Linked DNA regions of Mus musculus: regions 2 and 3 are each linked to region 1. A link is a contact called in public HiChIP or PLAC-seq and promoter capture Hi-C data. All regions are on one chromosome and are shown on one strand. The core of a region is the stretch at or near the end of the contact, and the rest is flanking DNA. Distances in the headings are between cores, read along the strand shown. Region 1 has its middle 25 kb from the start of Mir147. Region 2 holds the start of Trim69 (tripartite motif-containing 69). Region 3 holds the start of Duoxa1 (dual oxidase maturation factor 1).

Region 1 (4,208 bases), core at 461-2,960:
TTATCTGCTGAGCCACCTCACTGCCCACTTTAACTTTTAAAAGGAATGATTATATCACTTGTATAAACAAAAAGCTCTGTTCAAGTTCAGTCTGATCATACTCACGGTCAGCCAGTAGATGGTGCCCTGGGCTTACGTCTGAGCCTTTTACCCAAATACTTTTTGACTGGCTAGTCTTCCAAAATCCTTTGCAAGGAAGCAGAGCAAAAGAGATTATCTTTTCAATCAAGAGGACAGAACAAGCTGATGACCTTTAATTCATCAAGCTGAGACCTTTGGGGAGACAACAAGGACGACACAATTCTATTGACCCAACAGTGATGATGTTATATTTATTGACTATATTACATGTTAATTCTCAAAAAAAAATTTCAACCATGATAAATAGAGTGCAAATGGCTCCAACTAAAGCTTCAGATGAGAGGAGAAGAATTCTCTTTGGAAGAAGAATTGCCCCCTTCAATACAGGTATAGAGAAGTCTTCACCAAAAGGCGAGGTGCTCAGATGAGGATGTCCTAAAGAGGCATCCAGAGAAACAGCCTCTGAGGTGTCACCCAGGGAGCCCGTTTCACTGTTTACAAAAGGCTGGTGCTCAATATGAGAAGAGAGTAGTGCCAGGGCTTGGCACCAAGGCTATGTGCTGTTTTCTACCTCCTCCCCATCCGGTCCCATCCCATATTCCTCGGTTCAGTTTTTAGTCGCTCTGTTTTCTTGCTGACAACCGACTTGATGGGCCTTGGAAACCTAGCAAAAAGCAGGGTATTGCAGAGAGAGTTTGCCTTCTTCGGTACAATGACTCTCTCTGCCCAGCACTCAGCTTGGAGGCTCTTGGCTTCAGCTGCCCACACTCAGGCGTGGACAAGCCCTTCATCCTTTCCTCTCGGGCACTGTCACAAGCTACCCAAGTCAATGACCAAATCACAATGTCCTAGACTTCTTAAGCATGGGAACATAACACTTTGTACTCAAAGGAGACCCCAGAGAAAGCCTTGCCAGACCAGAAGGCTCTTCCGAGAAGGAACATGGAGAGAGCTGTGCTTGAGAAGGAAGAGAGGCATCTGCAGTTGTGGACCTAGAGAATGTGTGGAGCCTGAACCCTTTCTCCAGGCTTCCCAAGCCCTGGACAGGACCCTCACCTTTGGAAGTGAATACATGTTTCATGAGTAGACACATGGGAACATGAAGCCATGGATTCAAGTCATTGTCTGGGTCTTTTCTCTGTTTGAGTCACCACCTCCGTAGTCTTAGAACTTGGTGACTGAGTTCTACTCTGCCTTTCCCCCTCCACAATTAGAAATGGCTCCAGACAGAGCCACACTCATGCAGACCAAGCCTGGCACCCTTGCAGCCACGGAGAAGCAGATGCAGAGGGAAGACACCAGAGAAATGTGGCCCGCCCTCCCTTACTTCATGGGGATCGTTTAAGCAAGCATAGATCTTAGAGATGTGGTAATTCTAGCCCTCAGAGTTTCACACCTCCTAGGGGAAGGATTTTGTGTCATGAGGACTTCCTGGCTCTGGGCCACCAGGGTAGACATCCAGGAGGCTGGGCCAGGACCCACAGGCACAAGCCAGGAAATGGCATATCTGCTGGGGCTAGGGAGCCAGGGACAAGCTCGTTCCTTGTGCCTGGCACTATGAGGAATCTTAGGTCTGTTGACAATCACCTGCAGCCTCAGCTGAGGCTGTCCACCGGCTGAAAGAAGAGACAAAGCCGTGAAGGTGGCGCCCTCTAGAGTTTGGGACTTGCAGTCTCTCACTGCTCAGCTCAGGTAGAGCTGGCGGCTAGCTAGCTAAAGAAGTTTTTACAGCTCACAAAGGCTAATGGCTAATTTGCAGTGTTGCAGAACAGCTGTTAAACCATGATGGATCCACATCATAGGTTATAAAAGTGTATAAGAAGATCAGTTATATTTCGAAAAAAGAAATACTTAAAATCCTCACTTCTCGGTGATTGCATCATTCTGTCAGTGCCAGACGCCCCCGGGGGATTTACACAGGGGGTTCACACCCAGTGTGAAATGATGTAACCTGAGCATCTCTTCCCAATTCTGCCTTCTATGACATCATGGTGGTTTCTCTCATTGTGCCCCAGGCAGAGGGTATATGCTCTGCAGGGATCAGCAAACCCTTTAGAGAAAGCATGACTTTCTGCCCCAGTGCCTTTCTTTCACATTTTCCAGAAGGCCACTGCACCTAGCCAGTGGCTTCCAGAACCCATGATACTGGGAGGCCAGTGTCCCTGGGTCATCCAACCACTGCTGCCACCATCCCTGGACCTTCAGCAGTCAGAGGAAAGCAGGGAGTAAGTGGAGGGGAGGGGCATGTCCAGGATCATACCCACCCCTACCCGGGGCACAGCCAGAAAGAGCTTACTCACTACTTGTTGGAAACGAAAGGAAAGAAATCCAGAGGCAATAGGATGAAAGGAGGTCAACTTCAAGAAATGAAACTAGCCTGTGGGCAGCTAGCCTTATGAACACTGAGGAGAGGCAGTCACAGACCTTTGCATTCTTGTGACACAAATGAGCCAGACCTGAGTAATCACAAGGCGAGAATACCCGTGGCCCCTGCTGCTGCCACCCTAATTCCTGTTAATAGGGTTAGTTGGGTAACAGTGAAGGGTGTTAGGGACAGTGGCAGGATGCTCTGGGTGCTCTGGGCAGCACAGGAAGCCCTCCCGGGGCCACTCCCTTCTTGGTCCCTCCTTAAGTTTCTCTGAGTAACCTTCACTGTGAGGCTTCTTTTCTTCCAAGTCACACACTAGGCTGATTGCCCCTGGCACTCACTCCTGCCCCTCCTCCCTCCAGAAGGCGCCCAGGCCTCTAAACACTACTACCAAATAGTCTTGAGAGGTACCCATGACACTGCATTTACTAGATGCTGAAAGACCTCCCACTCTTTTGAAAATAAATTTCTATTTTCAACTTTCAGTCAGGACTTCACCAACTGAACACTTACTAAACAGTTGACAGGTCCCCACCCTGAGCTAGGTGTGACGAATGTATGGGTGCCCAGGGCTTGGCTCTGGCACTCTAGGAATCAAGGTGACATAGAGAATCAATAAATTGTGGCAGTGTTTCAAGGTCAGGACAGTGGCGGGAATGTGAACACAGTCCTACAGACCATGCTGGAAAGCCAACTTGGAAAATAATAATCCTCACATAACTTTCTTTCTTTCTTTCTTTCTTTCTTTCTTTCTTTCTTTCTTTCTTTCTTTCTTTCTTTCTTTTTCTTTTTCTTTTTCTTTCTTTTTTTTTTTTTTTGAGACAGGGTTTCTCTGTGTAGCCTTGGCTGTCCTGAAACTCACTCTGTAGACCAGGCTGGCCTTGAACTCAGAAATCTGCCTGCCTCTGCCTCCCAAGTGCTGGGATTAAAGGTGTGCGTCACCATGCCCGGCTAACTTTCTTATTTTTATTTTTTATTTTCGAAGTTGTAATTTAGTTACATTTCAGCTTCCAAACCCTCCCATATACCACTTCTGACTATCTTCAAACTCATGGCCTCTCTTTTCATTTTTACTGCATGCATATATGCATTTGTGTGTGTATACACACACACATGTATATATATATATACACACACACACACATGTATATATATATATATATATATATATATGTATACGCACACATATATATGTATACACACACACATATATCCTGTTGTTGAATCTATATAATTCTAATCGTATGTATGCTTTCAGGGCTGACTGACTGGCTGGACAACCAGCTGGTGTACCCTTCTCCAGGAGGACCACCTCTCCTGCTCTCTGCTTTCCTCAGTTATCAGTAGGATTGAGGCCTCGTAGGCTTTCCCCCATTCAGTTGCCCTGTCCCTTGTGTTGGTATCTGTCTGGACTCCACTCCCACAGTTACCTGGTAATAGCCAGGCATGCTTCTCCCCACAGTTACCTGACAATGGCCAGGTAGACCTGGCACTATAAAGGGGGCTACTTGCCCCCTCCTCTCTCTCTTACTCCTGCTTCTCTCCCTCGCCTCTTCCCCTTTGCTCCCTCTCTCTCCATTCTCTTACCCCCTCTCTCCATGTGGTCATGGCCGGTCTCTACTTCTCTCCTCTCTCCTCTCTGCCTTTCCCTGCCTCTGCTACCCTCTTAACTCCCCTCCCCATCCCCTGAATAAACTCTATTCTATACGCTACTGGTGTGTCTGGTCCCTCGGGGGGAGGGCAACCCCTTCCCTCACAC
Region 2 (4,208 bases), core at 563-3,062, 510 kb after region 1:
TTCCAAGACAACAAGAGCTGAGAGAGACCCTGTTGGAAGGAAGGAAGGAAGGAAGGAAGGAAGGAAGGAAGGAAGGAAGGAAGGAAGGAAGGAAGGAAGGAAGGAAAGGAAGAAAAGGAAGAAGGAAGGACAGACAAAGGCAGGATCTGGCATATACATTTTAAACAAAAAGCAAAAGAAATGGAGAGGTGGCAGGTAGAATCAGTTCATTAATAGAGATAAGAATTACAAAGGAAAGGGCTAGAAAGACTGCTCCATTGTTAAGAGCATTTAAGTCCTTAGAGGACTAGAATTCAGATCCCAGAACTCATAAATCTCTGTAATTCCAGCTCCAATGGATCAAAGTCTTCTGTCCTCCTTGGACACTCTCACACACACCCACACTCTAAAAAACATTTATAGCCTAGTGGTGGTGGCGCACACCTTTAATCCAAGCACTCAGGAGGCAGAGGCAGGCAGATCTCTGTGAGTTCAAGGCCAGCCTGGTCTACAGATGGAATTCCGGGACAGCCAGGGCTACACAGCAAAACCCTGACTTAAAACAAAACAAACAATTACAGAAAAAACCAACGAGGAAAGCTGTTGCATTACATTAACTATGCCACTGTCCTCTGTCTCTTCCTGAGCTCTTATGGCCAGCACATTACTTGGCTGTGGTAGGGGCTTAAGGAATGTGTTGGAAGTAGCTTGTCTGAATCTCTGCTCTTTAAGAATACTCTTGGTCTCCACCCTCTTGAAACCTGAAACCCTCTCCTTTGGCCCCGAGTGCACTACTACCCTGGTTCTTTCCCCATGAGTAATTTCCATCCCCCTTTCTATTCTTAGTATCTTCTCTGGCTTTCTTCTAGCTCTGCTCTCTTTTAACAAGTGAGTAATTTCCTGACTTCGTGTTCAGCCTCACAGAAGTAAATCCTAAATCTGTACCTCTGGGTTCTGACCCACTCGGCATCCGGATCCATGTACTGAGATTCCTTGATGGGTTTCCGTGGAAACCCGGCTTCCTTAAAGTAAATCGATGTTTTCTTTTGTCTGTCAACACTAAAGTTTAGAATACTAACTTCCTTTACTTTAGTTTTAAGGTGTTAATTTAAGACGTTTAACTGGGCTGGTGAGATGGCTCAGCAGGAAAAGATGCTTGCTCCCAAGCCCGACGACCCAAACTCAGTCCCTGAGATCCACATGGTGGAAAGAGTGAACCTAATCCTGCAGATTTTCCTCTGACTTCCACACATGTGCTCTGGTATGCACGCCCACATATCTACACAAAATACACAAATGTGATTTCTAAAAATGTTTAACTGCACCTCTGTTGTAAATATAACATACCAAGACCTATAGTATGAAAAAATGTTATAACTAATAATTCTTCATCTAAAGATAGTAGTTATATTGATAAAGAGGTTAACTTTTGTATAATGTTTGTCTTAATTATCAAAAAGTTATGGTGGACCTCCTTACTTTCTTACCCACATCTCTAATTTCTGTTTATCCAAAGGCCTAGAGTTTAGAAGGTAAAGGCTACATGTTAAATATTTCTTTGATTTCCCTTCTTGATCCACAATCAATACCCTGTTTCCTACCCTGTGTGTAGAAAACCCGCTGAGTGGTTAGAGAATAACTTACCTCCATGAAACTTGGTCATTAGGCCACCAGGGGGCAGAGTCAGGCAACTTGGCTTTGCTCAGTGAGCCCAGGATGGCTGCAGACCAAGAGTTCTGGGCCTGTTAGTATGCTAGGAATGGACTCAGAGCCCATGAGAGGAGGAGGGAGAAGAGAGTTCAGGAGCTGAAGAAGACAGACAAGGCCAAAGCTAGAGATCCAGCAGGTTCCGTGACAGTTTGTCAGTTGCTTTGATGATATTCGCGTCTGAGATAGACAAACTCTGATTGGATTGGAATGACCTGCCAACCCCTTTTATTATTTTATTTGGGATGGGATTCTTTTAAACTTCAGGTGGTAATCTAATTTTTAAATGTTTAATCTTGAGTTATGTGTGAGTATGTTTGTGCTCGAGTGTGTGTCATGTATGGAGGTGCCCACAGAGGCCAGAGAGGTGGATCAAATTCCCTGGAGCTGGAGTTACAAGTAGTTGTGAACTACCTGATGTGAGTACTGGGAGCCAAACTCTGGTCCTCTGTAAGCACCATAAATACTCTTAATGGCTGAGCCATCTCTCCAGCCCTGGTAATGTAATTTTAAGGTTTTCAGATCTCACTTGGGAATGAGGCTGCTCGAGGGAAGAGAGAACAAACAGCAGCATCAGCTGTACCCCTGACTGGAGCGGCTTCTCTTTATCCTAGCTGGACCCGTCACCTCCAGACACAGAGCCTTTCAGGGGTAGCTGTTTGGCTCTCCCTGTCTTCTTGGCATCTCCTGAAGCAGACCTGATCAAGTAGCAGGGTCTGGAGCTGGACCCTAAGGCAGCAGGGAAAGATGCTGTTCACACAGCTTTCTCTAAAAGTCTAAGTAAGCACTTTTAGCTTAGACGCTCGTCCCTAGACCATGCTCAAGTCTGGGAGCCCGCGGGTTTGATGTTTTGCTTACAGTAATTCTAACTCAGTATATTGCCTTGAGTGGTTAGTGTCTGCCTGCTATCCAGCCTTAGCATGGACAACAGCATGCCAGAGTTAGAGACTGCCCACAAATGCCTTGCTTCTCTGGCTTTGCACAGGCTGCCCCTCCTGCCAAGAGAGTTGCTGAGAAGTCAGAGCAGGCTGTGTGCAGCAGCAGCACCTGGCAGATGTTTCTATCACTGCTCTGGGTATACTACATTCTTCCTTTCATTAAACCGATTTGTCTTCAGATCTCTTTCCCAAGAAACCGCAAGCTTCTTGTGAGAAAGAACTGTCTTCTTAGCCCCCAGGCCTTCCATGCTATCACTCTGTAGTAAACACTGGCTTAGTGAGAGAGTTCGAGGGGCCCTGTGAATGATCTGCACACCCTCCTTCTGTCTGCTTGTTTTCTTAGATTTCAGGGTTATTGTCGTTGTTTGTGTTTGTTGTTTGGTTGATTGGTTTGGGTGGGTTTTGTTGTTATTTTGTATTTGTTTTGGATTTTGGTTTTCAAGACAGAGTTTCTCTACATAGCCTACATTCTGGCTGTCCTAGAACTCACTATGTAGACTAAGCTGGCTTCAAACTCACAGAGATTTCACCTACCTCTGCCTCCCAAGTGCTGGGAATAAATGCCCTGCATGCATGTTTTGTTTCTGTGTTTGGTGCTAAGGTTGAGCGGAGTGCCTTGTAGACAAGCTCCCTAATCACCGGCCTGCCCCAGCTTCTCTCCAGTGGACCACTGAACAACAGCTGCTATTCTGGCTTGTTAGGGAAAAGAGAGAGAGAGAGAAGAGAGTGGTTCATTCACAAAAAGCAGTCTCCTGGCAGGATAGGCAGGAGCATGGTAACACCGCACTGCCAGCCTCAGCCTCTCTGTCTTCCCTGGGCAGGGTCGTTGAGACAGGTGGAGCCAGATCTGGGGATCATGGCTTTTACATGCCGCAAAAGAAAGGGATGTAAGCCACAAGAACTGTTCATCTACTGAAAACTAGGAGGGGAGGAAGGCTGTCGCTCTCCAGTGCATTCCCGAGGAATGTCTTCTGTAGTTTGAGGGTTATCATCCATGTGACTCTCAAGTGCCTTCCCATGCAAACTGGACCCTCAGGATAACCAGGTAATGTGTGACTTACTGGACTCTTGTGAGTTAAGTCAACTTCTCCAAGCTGAAGATGCTCACAGATAAAGCCAGACACGTGACTCTCCCAGAGCTCTCTGTTACACATCCCAGGCCGTGCCAAGAGTTAGCATTTTTCTTTAGACGCAGGAACTCTCAGGCTTGTCTGGAATTCATCCCTGGGACTGCCAGAATATAAATGCGTTCTTGTATTTACTATGGTTTTGGCTTCAGTAAGAGATTTGCACCAAAGTTTAAAGCCAGTGTAAAGCCCCCTGCATCTCACAGCTGTTGGTCAGTCCCCAGCTGATTTACATAAGAATTTAGAGCTCAGGCTTTATGCAATATTTGAACTCTGATTCTGGTTTCAGTTTGCTCTCCACCTCCACACTCACTGCACTCCAGCAAGGCCAGCACTACTCAGTGAGATTCCTTGGCTTTGTTTTCGGAGATAGTCTCATTTATGTAATCCAGTTGGGCTCGGCTCACCTTCTTTCCTCTCTCTGTCTCCCAAGTGTTGGAACATCAAGATAAGGCGA
Region 3 (4,208 bases), core at 789-3,288, 350 kb after region 1:
TACTCACCCAAAGAAGCCAGTGTCCCAACCAGGAGAATCCAGGCCAGAGCTAAGTGGAACCCCATGATGGAAATGGTAACGTGGGATTAAATATTGAAATACTTCAAAACAGAGACCTAGAACAACAGAGGATAGAAGGATGAGCCCCAAATATTCGAGAGAATCATGATAAGGCAGGGCCTCTAAGAATCAAGACTAGGGAGATGGGCTTGGAGAGCAAAAAGCAAGAGACTCACTCTCTCGGAAGGCCTCTAGTTCATTCAATAGATGACTGACCAACACGCGCTGTGTACAGACCTGGCCTCGGCTCTGGAGCCAGTGAAGAAGAGAACAAAGCCAACCTTGCCCTTGTGAACTTTAGTTTCTGAGAACCTGGACACCCTTGCTTCGGCCCAGCTCCCCACAGAGGCTGCTCCATTGCAGGAGTCCAGCTTGGGAAGAAGTAGCTGAGGAACCCAGCTGAGGTCTCAGGTCTGCTCTTCGTCCTCTGTGGGATCTGAGGTAAACCATTTATCTGATCCAACCATTTCATCCTCTCCTAGCCACGGTGGGGAACGTGCCTGAACTGTTCACTCCACAGCATGATCAGAGGCTAACAGGAGGCTGAGGTTGAATTCAAGCCAAGAAGACTGACAGGTGTGATGCAAATTGGGCAGAGGCTGAAGCAGGATCCTGCAAGGAACCTCAAGTGGAGTACCACACCAGCCGTTCCTGCTTCAGCCCTGCCTTCCAGAGGCCAACAAACCATGTGGGACCACAGGTAAACAGAGGCAGCAGGCAACTCATGCCAGGACTCCTCTGACAAAATGTCATCCTGAAGACATCCTAAAGACAACCTGAAGATTGGAGGCGGGGTGCTGAAAGTCACATGCTCAGATAAAGCCCCATCTTCAGCCTGGGCTTCTAAATGTGCTATCTAGTTGAAGGTGAGAACCCACAGGTGACTCACAACTCCCCAAATCTCCTACTAAACAAGTGCAAAATCCCAGACCCTGCCCAGCCCCCAACTCATTATTCCATCTATCTAGAGGTTCTTTGGAGTGTGGCCTTTGGTAATAATTGAGGAGCCGGGCACTGGAGATCTGAAGGTGGTGTGTTGGGTATGGTAGAGTGGCAGGCCATAGTTGAGTTCCCCTAATCCAAACAGTTTGACCTCCTTCCCCTTCCAGTCAAGTCTTCAGGAGCCTGGACTCCAAATGTAGATCCATCCCTAACAACCTGTAGGCTTTCAGGCCAAATTGTTGGGGACAAATTAGAAAAGAGAGTAGCCATGCTAATAACGTCTCTGTGGGTAGGTAACCCTTAACAGTTTACACAGCCACTTGGGTGTGGTAACTTCCCAAACAATCTGGAAATGAAGGCACAACTCCAGGGCAATGAGGCCCCAGGCAGCGGCAGATCTGGGAGAGTACACGCCTGTCTGGTTCTTGTCCACATGGCCATTTTTCCAAATCAGAGTCTTAGAATCATGACTCTGTTGGCCCCGAGGTGGGAAGGAGAGCGAAATGAGTTAAAGCCACAGAGATTCCATCCTGAAGACCCAGGGAGTAACTGTATACTGAAGAACCAACAAAGTCTCTCCTTGGCATAATGTGATGGTGCCAAGAAACCCTCTAGGCCCAAACAAACTAGGTCATTCAACATTATCAGGACCAGATGACCCTAGTTTTTCAAAGTCAGTGTGCTGAGCTCAGGCCTTAGCAAGGTTCCTTTTAGCCTCGGGGAAAGATTGGAGGCACACGAGGCTACAATTCCTGTTCCGCAGAAAAGGAGGACCACCGGTACCCCTTTCCTCCGCTGTCCCCACCCCTAGAGCCCTCTCTCTCGGAGCACCCACTTTCGTGGGCCAGGAGAAATGTTCAAGGATCTGACCTTAGCTTCTGGTCGCCCCAGCCTGGGACTGCGGATAGGCTCCTGGATGACTCCGGGTTCGCTGTAGCCCGCTCCTCCGTTCTGGCAGCTTCTCCAGCTCTGAGTCGGGGCGGGCGGGGCTGGGGGTGAAGAGCGGACAGCGCGTCCCAGCTCTGGGGCGGGGCACAGTAGGGCGGAATAGAAGCTAGCGCGGGGACCCGCGTGAAAGGGGACCGGAGCATGAAAGGTGAGACCTTGTAGGATGCAGGGCTCCTGGGTGCCGAGGGTTCAGGCACGTTGGCCGTTTGGGAGGCGGGAAGGGCAAGTCTCTCTCCCCAAGTTCCAACTCTTGGGGGCTGAGGAAGAGGGTGGAAGATAAACAGGGTGTGGGGCAGGAGAGCTGTTCCCAAATTCTCCCCACACAGTCGGGGGCCAGGGCTCTAAAACAAAATCTCCCAACATTAACCTACAGATCAGACCTGTCGCCAAAGCAAGGTATCCATCTGTCCCCAAAACCTGTAAGTCTAGATAACCAGGTTTCCTGGTGGAACCTCCCAGGTCTCACCGTCCTGTGAGCCTCGTTTGTGTTACAGCTGCCCGAGGTGCTGGCATGGGTAGGAATCGGGGATCTTAGGGGTTGGGTGCAGAGGGCACAGTGCTGGGGCGCTGTCCTAGCACGCCAGTCTGTCCCTGGTTCGGTTCGAGGGCGGAGTGCCAAGTACGAGAAAGTTGACAATGACTTGAAATGGAAGGCGGAGAAGACACCAGGCTGGGTTTATGGGAGTCACAACCTGGTCCGCAATTGACTTAGAAGAATGGGGAATTGGAAGGGATTCTGCCTGAACAAAGTGCATGGTTTTGGCGACAGGACGTCCACGTCTGGACCCGGTTCCTGCCCTATCCCCACGACCAGGAGCGTTGTGAGTGAGTGCCCAAAGACGAGCAGCGCCAGGTGCCATGCGCACAGTATCTGAAAGAGAGGAAGGTAGGGAACCATGGATCGGGTGGGCTCAGAGGTATGAGATCAGACCTTGAAGTGCTGTTCCGGTACCGACCTCCAGGGGCGCACTTCTTGAGTCTACACAGACCAATTCAGATCAAGGGGGGATTTGTGAAGGAAAAGTTTGAAAAAAAAAAAAATTTAAGCACGGCGAACTCCTTAAGGTTATGAGAGTCACAAGATTTGTCAATACTGAATCTTTATTTCTCTTAACTGGAGTCTGGGTAGATTGGATTGCTCAGTTCCCTATCCTCCACCACCCATCACTACCCGCCCCCCCCCCACACACACGCCCAACCTCTTCTCCCCCAATTCACACCCCCGCTTTCCCCCCACCCCCAGCACACACACACCTCTAACTTCCTTAGGAAGGAGGATTAGGTTAGGCGGTCCTGAAAAAGACTTCCTTTAGCCAGGCAAGGCTGTAAACCTTTAATGGGCTTTACTTCAATCAGAGAAATAAACTATCATATTTCGGTAGCCGTGTCTCACCTATCAGAGTGCTTGACAATATTAGACTGTCACCTAAACTACCCTTATAGAAAGCGAGCAGTCCTTACTTTGCAGGTTCTGTAGATGGGGGCGGGGGCAGAGGAAGGCTTTAGGAAAAAAAATCTTGTCAAGCTTCGAGAGAGGTTCCAGATCCGATCTTCTTCAAGACTGTTAACTCTATCTCTACCCTCTGGTCCTATAAACACTGGAAATTCATTTCGTCTTGTGATAGGTAAGGGCTAGGTAACTAAATCTAAAATACTTCTAAACACGGGGGAAAGTACTTAAAGGCTGCCCCCCCCCAGCCAAGTGAGAAAATAGAACCCCAAAGTGAAGGAATTGGCCAGCCTCAGTGAGAAAGTGCCCAACTCATAGCAGGAGCCCCAATGAAAACCTCTAGGTGTCCGTGTTACTGGGCACTACAAAGAGTGGGTGCTCCTTTCTCGTGACTGTGCTTTTAAAGTTGTAGGTGTGGGTTTGATTGTCCAATGGCTGCTTATGTTCATCAGTATAAAATGCATGTGTATCCCAGTCATGGTGGTGAGCTAAGGGACCAAGGGATAAAATTAATATTGATGTGAGATTGTGCTATTTGAACCAATTCTACAGTTAGGCTTCACTTGTCAAGCCTGAGAGAGGAAGACGGTCCCAAGAGAAATACAGGCTTTGTTGGCAAAGCAGAGCTCTGTTGATGAAGCCCTGTTAGCATAATAATGAAACCAAATTAGGATCAGCCCAGAAATTCAGCTTTACCAAGCCAGGCAGCATAGAGTAAGGAATAGCTAAGTAGTGAAAAGTGAAATGGGAGAGTGGAAGAGAGCAAGAGAGCAAGGGACCAAGCAAGGCAAATCGGATTCAGCAACCA

Evidence for each region. Promoter capture Hi-C pulls out the DNA fragments that hold promoters and counts their contacts. HiChIP or PLAC-seq counts read pairs in DNA pulled down with a chosen protein or histone mark.
Region 2: a contact with region 1 is called in a CTCF HiChIP or PLAC-seq map of CD8 T cells, with 6 read pairs. The contact joins the promoter of Trim69 here to the enhancer-like site in region 1. A contact is called at or near these places in 1 of 39 promoter capture datasets (cranial neural crest), 2 of 15 datasets of contacts at CTCF or cohesin (CD8 T cells and the NIH/3T3 cell line), 9 of 115 datasets of contacts at active chromatin or transcription factors (the 230-238 cell line, CD8 T cells, T-cell acute lymphoblastic leukemia and 5 more) and 1 of 9 other capture datasets (liver).
Region 3: a promoter capture Hi-C map of pre-B cells shows a contact between it and region 1, with 2.9 times the contacts expected there. The contact joins the promoter of Duoxa1 here to the enhancer-like site in region 1. A contact is called at or near these places in 8 of 39 promoter capture datasets (the 3T3-L1 cell line, the HPC-7 cell line, cranial neural crest and 4 more), 1 of 484 Hi-C or Micro-C datasets (the N1E-115 cell line), 5 of 115 datasets of contacts at active chromatin or transcription factors (DN3 thymocytes, T-cell acute lymphoblastic leukemia, embryonic stem cells and 1 more) and 4 of 9 other capture datasets (adipose tissue, embryonic stem cells, liver and 1 more).

The regions. Positions count from the first base shown.
Region 1 is chr2:122,663,968-122,668,175 of GRCm38.p6, reverse strand. No RefSeq gene overlaps it. Among named protein-coding and RNA genes, the nearest start is that of Mir147, 25 kb to the right of the region's middle. Within about 2 kb of position 1,710, at least 109 of the 459 cell types and tissues checked have an H3K27ac peak or open chromatin away from gene starts, as enhancers often do. A contact at or near this core is called in CD8 T cells, DN3 thymocytes, the N1E-115 cell line and 6 more, where this site is marked.
Region 2 is chr2:122,158,312-122,162,519 of GRCm38.p6, reverse strand. Trim69 (tripartite motif-containing 69) reads right to left here and starts at 1,812. Exons shown (of 7, transcript NM_080510.3): 1 at 1,624-1,812. The coding sequence starts at 1,629. The region is part of intron 2 of Patl2 (protein associated with topoisomerase II homolog 2 (yeast)); the gene reads left to right.
Region 3 is chr2:122,311,560-122,315,767 of GRCm38.p6, reverse strand. Duoxa1 (dual oxidase maturation factor 1) reads left to right here and starts at 2,038. Exons shown (of 10, transcript NM_001305262.1): 1 at 2,038-2,098; 2 at 2,324-2,369; 3 at 2,720-2,836. Duox1 (dual oxidase 1) reads right to left here and starts at 96. Exons shown (of 33, transcript NM_001099297.1): 1 at 8-96. The coding sequence starts at 65.